Regions from separate parts of the Hordeum vulgare genome. Here region 1 is linked to region 2. Evidence: chromatin contacts called from public Hi-C data. All regions are on one chromosome and are shown on one strand. Each heading gives the region's core, a stretch centred on a gene start, on an enhancer-like site or on the middle of the called end of the contact. The rest is flanking DNA. Distances are from core to core; before and after follow the strand shown. Region 1 holds the start of LOC123430409 (protein DCL homolog, chloroplastic-like). Region 2 holds the start of LOC123426979.

The links. A called contact is a pair of places that touch in the nucleus more often than the background predicts.
Region 1: a contact with region 2 is called in a Hi-C map of an unstated tissue, with 6 times the contacts expected there. The contact joins the promoter of LOC123430409 here to the promoter of LOC123426979 in region 2. A contact is called at or near these places in 3 of 6 Hi-C or Micro-C datasets (leaf, seedling and an unstated tissue) and 1 of 1 datasets of contacts at active chromatin or transcription factors (embryo).

The regions. Positions count from the first base shown.
Region 1 is chr2H:521,570,821-521,576,995 of MorexV3_pseudomolecules_assembly, forward strand. LOC123430409 (protein DCL homolog, chloroplastic-like) reads right to left here and starts at 2,262. Exons shown (of 1, transcript XM_045114277.1): 1 at 1,356-2,262. The coding sequence starts at 2,128. The coding sequence ends at 1,586.
Region 2 is chr2H:521,251,145-521,256,849 of MorexV3_pseudomolecules_assembly, forward strand. LOC123426979 reads right to left here and starts at 2,219. Exons shown (of 4, transcript XM_045110900.1): 1 at 1,932-2,219; 2 at 869-1,121. The coding sequence starts at 1,029.

The DNA of each region.
Region 1 (6,175 bases), core at 1,012-3,511, 320 kb after region 2:
AGAAGTTTCAAATACGATTAGAGTAAGTTGGCGCAAACTCGATGTTAAGTGAGACGTAGGGTCGTTCCATTCCCGAGTAAGTTGGCACACTTAAATACCATTGAAATTTAAGTGAAACATAGGGTCGTTATCATTTCCGAATAGGGTCCGAACTAGAACCACCGCGTGTAGCTAAGCTTCACCCCTCGCTTGTATCCCTGATAGTATTGTCAAGATCATTTCCACGATAGGCCATACATGAAATAAATCCAAAGACACAATGGGTTGCCCCTGATGCTGCTCACGCTAAGCTGAATATTGATGGTGCTTTTCTCAAAGAGGACGGCTCGGCTAGTGCGGGAATGATTCTCCGTGACCATGAAGGTGCGATTATTTTTGCAGCGACGCGTGTGCTCGTTAATTGTGCCGATGCCCTGGAAGCTGAGATGGCTGCGATGGATGAAGGACTTGGACTGGCTCTCCAGTGGTCAAACCTATCGTTGGTGGTGGAAACACACCGTGCCGAACTGCTGCAATTGATTCAGTCGATGGATGTTGATAGATCGCGTTACGCGTACCGAGTTAGTGAGATCAGAATGGTCCTGGATCGTGAGAGGAACATTAATCTAGCTAAGATCAGTCGGCATGCTAATGTGGCTAGGCACACCCTTGCCTATATGGGACGGGTGCAACAACGAGCTACTTGTTGGCTACGAAATTTTCCCGATGATAGCATAGTTAAGTCTGAATGTAATCATCTCATTTGATTAATGAAAGTTCCTACCGGAGAGAGTAAGAGGGTGCTTGGATCCAAAAGACTTATTTTAGTCTGACTAAAAATAGTCTTTTTAAAAGGCTAAAATTTCAAGTATACTTGACTAAAAAGAGGCTAAAACTAGTCTTAGACTAAAAAAAAGTTAGTCAGAGGTACCCGTACTAAAATGTGGATTAGTCCCCTCTCTCCTCATTTAACTCCTCTCCTTTAACACAGACGAGTTCTGGGTTGAAGGTTTTGAAGGATAATAATTGTTCATTAACTTGATTTTAGTTTTTTTAGTATTTGGATCCAAACATGAATGAGGTTAGCAAGTTTTAGTCTCATTACTTTTAGTCGTGGGACTAAAACGTATCCAAGCACCTCTTAGCTAATGGCACAAGTTTTGGCACAAGTTAAGCCACGTATTTGATCATTACTTCTTTCCTCGTTGCTGATGGCATCCTTCCCACCCAACCCTGCACCTTGTTCCACAAACCTCCAGAACAAATTTGATTTCATCCATAAGCACGCTTGGACAATCCTTGGTAAAGTGGATGGATGACTTTGCTGAAACTGACCCTCTGAACCAGAGGCATCACAGTAAGCTGGAAACGACCGCTCAACACCTTCAACGCCCTTTTTCCTTCAATAAATCATCACATACGCCAGTCAAAAAAGAAAGTAGCCCAGCTCTGGACCAAGGCCCAAAGAAGCTGATATAAAGAAGCAAACATCTTCTCCGGATGCCTATCAAACATAAGCTGAGGGGCTCAATAATACTATAAACAAGGGATTTCAAAACATACATCATCTTTGCACCCACTACTAAATGATCAGCTAAACTAGGCTTCAGGTTCGCTTGAAATGTTCTCGTATAAATCGCTCCCCATGCGACGGATACTTCTTCCGGATGTACTCACGGAGGCACTTCTGGTAGGAGAAATCGATCCAGACGCCATCCATGCGAACGACGAAGAGGCATCTAGACTTCCTGAACTGCGGGTGCCTGTCGACCATGATGCCGTCAAGCCCGCAGCCAACCTTATCTTCCGCGCGTGGATGATAGGCCAGGAGCTTCTGCGCAACGACGGTTTCGTCCGCGGGACCGAGGCATTCGCCGTCTGCGTATCTGTCCGAGTGGAGGATGTCCTTGATGAGCTGCACGACGGGGCCGACGTCGCGGAGGATCTCGGCCTCCGCGGCCCTCCACGGCACCTGGGACTCGGGCTCGGGCTGCTTCGACAACGGCGGCCGCGCGGACTGGCGGGGCTCGTATGCGGGTGTGGAGCAGGACAGCAGGCGGCGGGGGGACAGCGCCAGCGCGGAGCGCGGTCCGAGGCGGGCGTAGAGGAGGAACGGTACGGCGACGGCGGCGGCGGCGGCCAGAGCCATGCCGCCCCCTTTGTGGTGGTGTGGGTGGATGGGTGCGTGAGGGGGTTGATTGGTGGTATCTATTCCGGGAAGAAACTTATCCCTGTGGCTACACAGCGGAGGGGACGGAGCGGGCACAGAAGACGGCCGACGGGATTGTCGCTTTGTTCGACGACGGGGACGGGCATGATGAATTTCAAAAGGAAAAAAAAAACGTGCATGTACACGCACCACCATACACGTGGGTGCCTCTCGTAATTTCGGAAGGTCAGTCGACAAAAGCTCAAGCCCCGGATCAAGCCCAAAATAAGCCCGATTGAGGTCCTCTTTGATTCATAAGTCCTATGACTTTTTTAGTCCCAACTTATAAGTCCTAAGTCCCTAAAAAGTTCTTACCTGTTTGGTTTCTAGGACTTAACAAGGACTAAAAGATCATATTACAACTATAAATCCCTATAAGTCCCTCTTTAAGAGTATTTTTCATAAGTCCTAAATACCCATTTTAAGTCTGTATAAGTTCCTTCTGTTTGGTTTGGATGAGACTTAAAAGGGCTTATAAGTTCTAAGTCCCTAATAAGTCCCTGTAACCAAACACCCTCTAAAGCAACTACTCGGCTCTACACGGTCCAACCGAACACGAAGCGCAAACATCAGTTAGGGGCCGTTCTTTTGAGGTGATAGGAATAAGCCACCGAGAAGCTGTGATGAAAATAAGTCATCCATTCATTTTAGGTTCTATCATTTTAGCTTATATCTGCATTCACTTTTGAATAGTGTGTAATACCCTTGATCACAAATATGAACATGAAAGTGATTTCTACGATATCTCAATTATGAACATCATTGTCTTTCATACAAATATCACAATTAGATGTGCGGAAAGTCAAACCTCAGTGTAAACTTGATTGTAAGAAAAAAAAGGGGCATGCAGGCAATAGCCCGAACACCTTGCGGGCGAGCTTGCCAACGCGGGAGCCGTCCCAATAGGTGGCCGATGCAAGCTTGATAGAGATGCATGGGAGAAGGCGAGCCGTCGGAGGTCCATCCGGTAGCTCGACGGACAAGAGGAGCAAAGACAAGAGGATGCTTGGAAACGAGAGGCATGGCGTCCGAGGCGACCGACGAGGGTGGGTCGAGTGGCAGCGGCGGCGGGGAGGGGCTAGCTCCATCCATGCCGTTGTTATCGAGGCCCTCCGGGACGGCGAGCGAGCGGGGACGGGGCGCGCACGCCCTCTCTCTGTCTCACGTCAAGACGGTGAGCGAGCGGTGGAGAAGCGTCGAGGGGAGGACATGCGGCGGCGGCACCCTTCGTCAGAGGAGACCGGTGAGGGCAGGTCGGTGGCAGCGGCGACGGGTCGAGTGGCAGCGACGGAAGATCGAAGAGTGGCGGCGGCGACGGAAACCTTATCGGGAGTTCGAGACGAGGGAATGGCTGCTTTCTTTTCGATCGGATTGGTGGGCTGGTCGCTGGTAGCATTGTGCAAGTAATTTACGCCAACTCCAGGGGCAACCGCATATACTGTTTCTGAAAGGACGTGGATGTCGCTTGGGGTTGAATAGGCGCTTTAAAATAATGAGGATTTAGGCTTGAACGAATACGGAATAAAACTAACGTTTAATTTGTCAAGCACAAAACTAAAACAACTAGGCTCATCTATATGCACCAACAACTTATGCTAAGCAAGATAAACAACTAAGTGATAGCAAGATAGTATATAACAAGAAACAATACGGCTATCACAAAATAAATTGCATAAGTAAAGGGCTCGGGTAAGAGATAACCAAGGCACGTGGAGACGATGATGTATCCCGAAGTTCACACCCTTGCGGATGCTAAACTCCGTTTGGAGCGGTGTGGAGGAACAATGCTCCCCAAGATGCCACTAAGGCCATCGTAATCTCCTCACGCCCTCGCACAATGCAAGATGTCGTGATTCCACTAAGGGCCCTTGAGGGCGGTGACCGAACCCGTACAAACAAGGTTGGGGCAATGTAACGACTAAGATGCGGCCCTTTCCGGTTTAGGGGAACGAGGCCCCAAAGAGGAAAGAAACGCATCTAAGCATTTCGCAAGCACGGTAACATAGCACATACATAATAATAGAATGACAATTAGGGATTCAACTACCATCTCATAAATAATATCAGAGTTTACATCACGCATTCAAACAAGGTAGTTCCGCTACGGACTACAAAACATGAGAAATTGCTATGCTACCCTGCATGCTTGCCCACGATCACGACCATGCCTCAGTCTTCTAGATAGTTCACGTACAGGCGGTCGTTCTCCTCATCGTACTGCCACGCCACCTGCGTGCCATCGGGATCACCTGCGTCGGGCGTACCTGTACCTGTTGGTGTGTTGAAGAAATCTGTGAGCCATGGGGACTCAGCAATCTATGACCTCGGTGCCAGAACTAGTCAAGTTATTAGGTAAGGAAGGTTCAGTGTTTAGGTTGTAGCATCCTAAGCATTATGGTGGCTAACTTACGTAGAACATGTATTGAAGGTGGTCTATACTAGCGATCGATGATTAGCTGATAAATAAGTGATCCTGAGAACCTACTTACGTCAATCATAACCCCACCGTGTTCCCGATCGAAGAGAGATCTTCGAAGGGGACAATCACGGTTACGCACACAGTTGGCAATTTTATTAGATTATGTTCAAGTTATCTATAACCGGATGTTAACAAATATTCCAAGTTGCCAAATAACCGCGGGCACGGCTTTTCGAAAGATTAAACCCTGCAGGGGTGCTCCAACTAGTCCATCACAAACGGCCACGGGCCGCAAAGTAATCCTCTATCACGAATCTTGTGATCTCGTCAGATTCCTTAGAGGAAAACCTCAACTCTCGGGAGTACCAAAGCTTCACCGGGATTCCTATACGCAAGATATATCGCTAAGGTAAGACAAGACTAGCAGGACCTCCCGTCGTGTCGACGGCCCCAATAAGAGTCGCGTATCTCAGTCTCAGGACACGACGGATGAGCTAGACGTCGGGATGGCTAAACCTCTGGGTGACCAGAGGGGCCCCGGACATCGCTCGGGTGGGACCAACACTCATGAGGAGCACTGGCTCGGGTTGTTGATTAACTCCTCGGGGAAGCCATTCCCTATGCAGACTATTATTAAGTGATTAGCAAATTAAAACCAATGTTGGGTCGTGCCGGACAAGTCTTAACACTACACGATTTATCAAGGGGGTCCCATAACAACCCCGAACGTGTTAGGAGCGATCAGTTATGGAATCAAATACCGGTAGCCGGAACTAAGGCGGCAATAACGGAACAAAAACACCTGGCAAAAGGCTAGGCCTTTCGTTATTTACCAAGTATATAGGTGCATTAATTAAATAACAGATTTAACATAATGATATCAAACTCATGTTAACACATGAGACAAAGCACCTGCAACTAGCAACACTAACATTAGTAGCTGAGCAAGCCTACTTAGCCATTCAAGATTTGCTAGGAAGGGTTAAGTGTATGGGTTTCATGGCAATACCAGGAGGCAATTATTTCGGTGGTAGGCAGCGAGCTTATGACGAAGGAAACGTGAATCTATCATAACAAGTCTAGAGATGGAATCAAGGTCATATCATCTTGCCTGTGATGTCCTCAGCTTGAAACTGCTCTTGTTCGTCCTGCATGTACTCTCATGGATCCACGTACTCGTCCTTCGATCCCGGTGCTACCCAACATAAGAATAGCATCCAATGAACCACATCACAGCAAGATGCAACAAACACATGATGCATGAGATGAAAAAGAACATGCTTCTCTATCCTAGCTACTAGCTCAAGCATGAGAAGAAAATACAAGTTCCTGGACAGAACTGCTCTCTAAGATATCTTGACATGCATGAGGATGACATGATCAGATGCGTCACGCGAAAACGATGCAAAAACATATAAAGAACATTACGAACGGAGCTACAGATCAACCGGAAATAACGAAACAAGAAATAGAGTCCTACGTATCAAATCCATCACAACTCACTCCAATGGCATACTTCTGGTATTCCCAGGTTTCCATATCACAAAAACGAACTAATATGGATGGGG
Region 2 (5,705 bases), core at 969-3,468:
ACTAATGGAGACTCCTCCGGTGGAGCAGCTGCACAAGCTGGCCGTACTGTGGCTCCGTCACACGGGATGGCTTTTCGCACATCCACCGTTGGGATCTGCTCCTGCCTGAACAACCAGCTGAAGAACCAGCAATTCTACGGCACCCACACTTCCCAAACAAGATTCAAGAATGGGTGTCTTATTACGCTCTCAAAATACGTCATATACATTAATTTGCCATCACATTTAATAGAATCCACCACACCGCATCCAATAGGCTAACCCAGTTCTTGCTTTTACCCCCACACTACTAACCAGAAGCACTGACACTTCTTCTCCAGTAAATCATATATGCCACGTATAGTATCCAAACGGCTTCAGTAATGGTCAGCTGGACTATGTCAAAAGGAAGAAAAACGAGAGGAAAACATCAACAAGGAACTACAATCACCCTATCTATTTACAGCATAACATCACTAAGTAGGAAAAAAGATAAGAAGAAAGAAATAAAAGGAAACGTTAGCTGCAAACAGCTGTCAAATTAGATTCCTGGAACAAGGAATCCCTTTTGCATGTTTCAGTTTCTTGGATCCTTTCCCCCCACACCCACAGCCAACAGCCTCATCCCATAGCCAGTCAGACACCCACCACAACAACACAGATTAACCCCATGAAAGCAACAGTGCACGCCCAATCATCGATTCCACCCCTCAAAGCTGCACCCAATAATTAATCCGTGCCTTTGGAAAGACGCAAATCAACCATTTTAAGAAGATGATAAACGGAAAGACGCAAATCAACCATTTTAAGAAGATAATAAACCCCGAGCTGCTAAACCATATCAGAAGGTACTAAACCAGTAATCAGAAAGGTCCCTCTTATTTCTCACCTTATGGAGAAGGTGGGGCACGGTGGGACAAGATCCACAGGACCTTGGCCTGCCGACTCCGGCAAGTCGGCGGCGTGGAACGTCCCTGGATCAGCACCCACAACCCGGACCACAGACTGGGAGGAGCACGAGGGGCCTGAAGGATGATCACTTGGTAGCATCGATCTGGTGAATGTAACGAGGTAGTAAGTTCACCCGGTGGAAAGCAAGAACCTTTGCTTCCTTGGCTGCCCCCAACTACCTCATCAGGCACCTGCAAACAGAAACCAAGACCCATGTTATTTCATGTCCACCCATCAGACGAGCTCTTCTTGGGGAATCTATCGTGTCATTTTATGTGGAAGGGAGATGCAGGAGTGATTGGAGTGGAGAGGGGAAGAGAAGGGGAGGAATGGAAGACGGGTTGCTCTTAGATTAGTCGAAGACGAAACCACATGAAATATCAGTAGTCCCAAGCACAAGTGGGTTGGTGGGCAAATCAAGAAGTGGATTAGTGGGAAGCTTACACAGATCACACAGCTCCTGCAAGGATTCGCACAAAGCAGTATGAGGTAACAAGAGATGAACAGTTGCTAAGCACATGAGGTTAGCTTATCTGGTACTGCTTGGTTGATGGGGAAATAAATAGACAGAAAAATGGAGAAAGGGAGGGGGGAGGGGTAGTTTAACCAGGGAACATATGTGGTGGGAAATCAACACAAGGATTTTGCTGCATAATCTCGGCCTCTCTCTGGCCCAAAAGGGGATTTTTTTTTTCCTTCAGCCTGTGAAAATAAAGTAGCGCTACCTAGCTAGCAAAGCACAAAATTAGAAAGAAAGGGCATAATCTGCACCAAATCTACGAAAGGCGAGCAGGAAGCAGACCAAGAATCTTCTCCGTGTGGTTAATTATCAAGACCAACATGGGCATCAAAGGAGAAATAGCTAAGATCCAGCATGAACAGCGCGAGAAGAAGGAAATTATCCAAAAGGAGATCCACACACAGTCCACGCCCTTACCGTCGCAAGAGAAGAAGAAAGAGGAGAGCTGCACAGGGGGTGAGAGGCAGGAAAAGGAACTCACGGGTCGATCCAAGCGGAGAAATCTCAAGAACAGGCTAGCAAATCACGGCAAGATAGAGGAAAGTCCTCGCCTCTGCTCCTCAAGCCGCGCACGCGCGCCCGCGCCCTGACAGATCCACCCGGTGCCGGGACGCCGGGGCGAGCTGGGGAGGAGTGTGGAGCTCACTGGCTCAGTATGGGTGGGGGATTTCGATTTGGAAGGGAGAGGGGGACGAGACGAGAGAAGGGGGAGGGGGAGGGGAGAAGCGTGCGGAGTCAGACTACCACCTAATCTATCTCGCCTTCTCTCTCCTGGTTAGTAGTTCCACTCAGCGATAGTATATGCTTTTCTCTTTGACATTTCCACCCAGCAATGGTGGAGTGAGTAAAATTAGCGGTGATGTGAAAGGAAAAGGAAGAGAAGGAAACACCAACCACTCGCACACCGGAGGCATCTGGTTCTCAGCCAACCTAAATGAGGGGTCTACCACTAGACACTGGTAACTGCAGCTCCACGGAGATACGTACAACGTATACATGGGAGAAAATGAGCGAGAGAGCGCATATCATTTTTACCGTATAAGAGCAACTAGAACCGGTCGATCCGAACGGACTGTGATTTTGTTTGTTTTTTGTTCGTTCGGGTCGGTCTGCCGGACACGAACGTTCGTTTCTGTGTTTGGCTCGACGTATGCGTCCAACGCTGCCCCGATCTATTTTGACGGCGCATGAAAAAAATTCAAACATTTTTCAAAAATAAAAATAAACATTAATTAAATATTAAAGTCGGTCATGAAATCCGGCGAGAGTCCACGGGTCCCCATTATATTAATTAAACATTAAAAAACCTAAATTATGCGGCTGCCCTAGGTGTCCTCGTCGTCGACGTCGGGGACGGTGAGGTCAACCAGCATCGGCGCAGGGCCGGTCTAAGGGAACGCCGTGTTCCAGAGCGTCGCTGCCCGCGCCTCCCTCGTATGTCCCGCCGGTGTGGGTTGTGTTGGTGGCGGTGGCAGTGTAGCACGGGCGCGCTCCTCCTCCTTCATCTCCAGCCATTCCTCCTCTGCCTCCCACTCCAGCTTCATCTGTCGTGCGCCGTCGGCACGCTCCTCCGCCAGGTGCAACGCCCTCCAGTACTGGAGGTAGAAGGCCTCCTGTTGTGGTGTCGCGCTCAACCAGATGGGCGGCGCGCTGACCCACTCGCGGAGGCAGCCAGTCCACTGGTAGACCTCCAGCTGCGGCTCGCTCTTCGACGGAGGCGGCACGTCGACGGCGGCGGCGGCGGACAGCGAGATGGTCGATGGCCTCCGCGAGTTGTGCCTCGTATGTCGCATCCTCCTCCTCGGCCTTGTGCCGCTCTTCCTCCTCGCTATCGAGGAGCACGGCTGCGAGCGCCGCCTGATAGGCGGCTTCCGCCTCTTGGTCCTCGTCGTGAACAACTGGCTGGGGCGGCGGAGGGTCTGGTTGCACATCGCGCACACCGCGTCGGCGCTGCTCCTCATACTCGAACGCGAACCAGACCTCCCGGTGGGGAGAGTCGGCCACGTAGATGGGGTTGAGCCGCTGCTCCGGCATCAGCTGCCGCCGCCGGCGACTCACCTCCTCCGCGTACGTCCGCGCCAACCGTAGCACGGCCGGCACCGGGATCCTCTTCAGATCCAGATGCCAGTCGTGCGGAGGGTCATGTACAGGTACAGCAGCGAGATGCGGTGCTCCCAGCGCCACTTCGCTTGGTGAACCAGGACGTTGGTCCGCTGACGAGGCCGGCGGGATGATGATCTCGTGGCGAGCCCGCGGGGATGGACGGCGGGGGCCTTGCCCTTGTTCTTGCCGAAGAAGCCGTCCATGGCTGCTGGCTAGGGTTTGGTCACCGACGAGGGAGCAGAGAGGTGGCGAGATGGGGACGGAGGTCTGGAAGCAGATGAGGCCGAACCCCACTGCACGCTCGGATTAAAAAAGGCCGACCGCAGTCACTGACGCATGGGCCCGGGGAGGGCGGTCATCATTAATTCTGTTGACCGCGGATAATTGAGGCGGACACCGAGAGTGCGCACGCGCATGCGCTTTGCGTCCGCGCCGGCGTATTTCAGTCCCAAATTTGGGCCGGAAATGGGTCCGCGCGTTTGTGACAGCCCGATGCCGACGCCCCAGAAGATTCCCCTTTATTTCCGTTTCCGTCGTGTGGTTAGTTTTATTTGTTGCATCATCATTTAGTTTGCATCGTCGCATCATGCATGGCATCTTGCATCGTCTGTCGTGTGTGGTGTTTTGAGTGTGTGTGCTTCGAGTGCTCACCGAGTCTTAGTGCGATAGGAACTCTTCCTCTCTCTCCCTCTTATTTCGTTTTTTTGGTTTTGCTAAAGTTCCGTTTTAACCCCTATTTTTTAAAAAATAAAGATTCGTCTTCTTTTAAAGAAAATCATTTTATTAAATGTGGGGGAAACCCCTAGGTTTTGCTTTATTTTTTTCCTTCCTTATTTTTTTAAAACTAGAGACGCTTTTATTTATAAAAGGGGTTTGATTTTTTTATTCTTTTGTAAACGGGTTTTAATTTTAATTCTTCAAAAGGTTTTATTTTATTTCTTTTAAAAATGCCCAAACTATTTTTAAAGTTGGGGTGTATTTTTAAAGGAGCAAAGGCATTTTTATTTATTTATTTATTTATTTTCTCTTTGTTAAAAGCCTTTCTTTATTTAAAAAAAAGGTTTCTGTTTTAAGAGTTTTAAAAAAACCTAATATGGGGAGGGAGCAGGCCCAGCTCCCCCCTGCCCTAGCGCCCCGGCCCGATGCCTCTCCTCCTCGATCCCGTGTTCCTCGTCCTCCCAGCGTTTCCTCCCGATCCCCTCTCGTTCCCGTGCCCGCCGCCACACAGCGCCCCTCGCACGAGACCACAAAGGAGGCCCCGACCCCCATGGTTGACAGCCTTTTGCGGTGCCTCCCTCTTCCCGCATCGTGAGGCCCCCTCTCCATGACTCTCCTCAGCCCCTCCGGCCACCAGAGCTAGCGCCGCCGCATCCCTTCTGCGTGCGCCGAGATCCTCTACCCCGCCAGAGTTTCCTAGTGCCTCTTCTGGCCAACCCGCAGCTAACCCCCTCGTCGGCCCCTGAGCTTGCCTCCACGCCGCATCCCTCGCATGGCTTCGCCCCGCCGCCAGCAGGACCTCGCTCGTGCTGCACTCCACCTGCAGCCTGAGCTCCCTTCGCACGAACCCTGCCGCCCTGCCAAGGCCGTCGCGCCTCGCGCATCCCTAGCAGCACTGCAGCAGCCTTGGACCACCACAGCCCCTTGCACAATCGTTGCTGGTGCCCTGCTACCGCTCCTGTTCTCAGTCGAGAGCAGCATGTTGACCGCCCGCGCGGGAACCCCTGAGTCGTACCTGTTCTAGTGCTTGTGGGTCGGCCTCGTCCCGTTGGCCATTCGCCCTGCCCTGCCTTCACCGTCCGTGGCTTTGGATTCAGCAAGATCCTCTTCAACCGTGTATCTTGACCTCCACGACGTCCTCGACGACGCCCGGACATCTATGGAGCGTGTACAACTACCGTCGCCGAAGACCATGTACCACTACTTCAACTACCGGCGCGGGAACGACTACTTCCACGACGACGACGACATATGTTCACACCGCACCGATCTGTTCCCCTCCGATTCGCACGCGTCGAAGGTATACCGATGGAACGTTGTCGTGACCGTGTGCATGTGATGTATGAGATGAATGCATGTTTGCGTCGAATGTTGCCCGTTGCACGTGTACCTTTTTTGTTGTGCCCCGACACATGGGAACCCGGTAATCGGGATC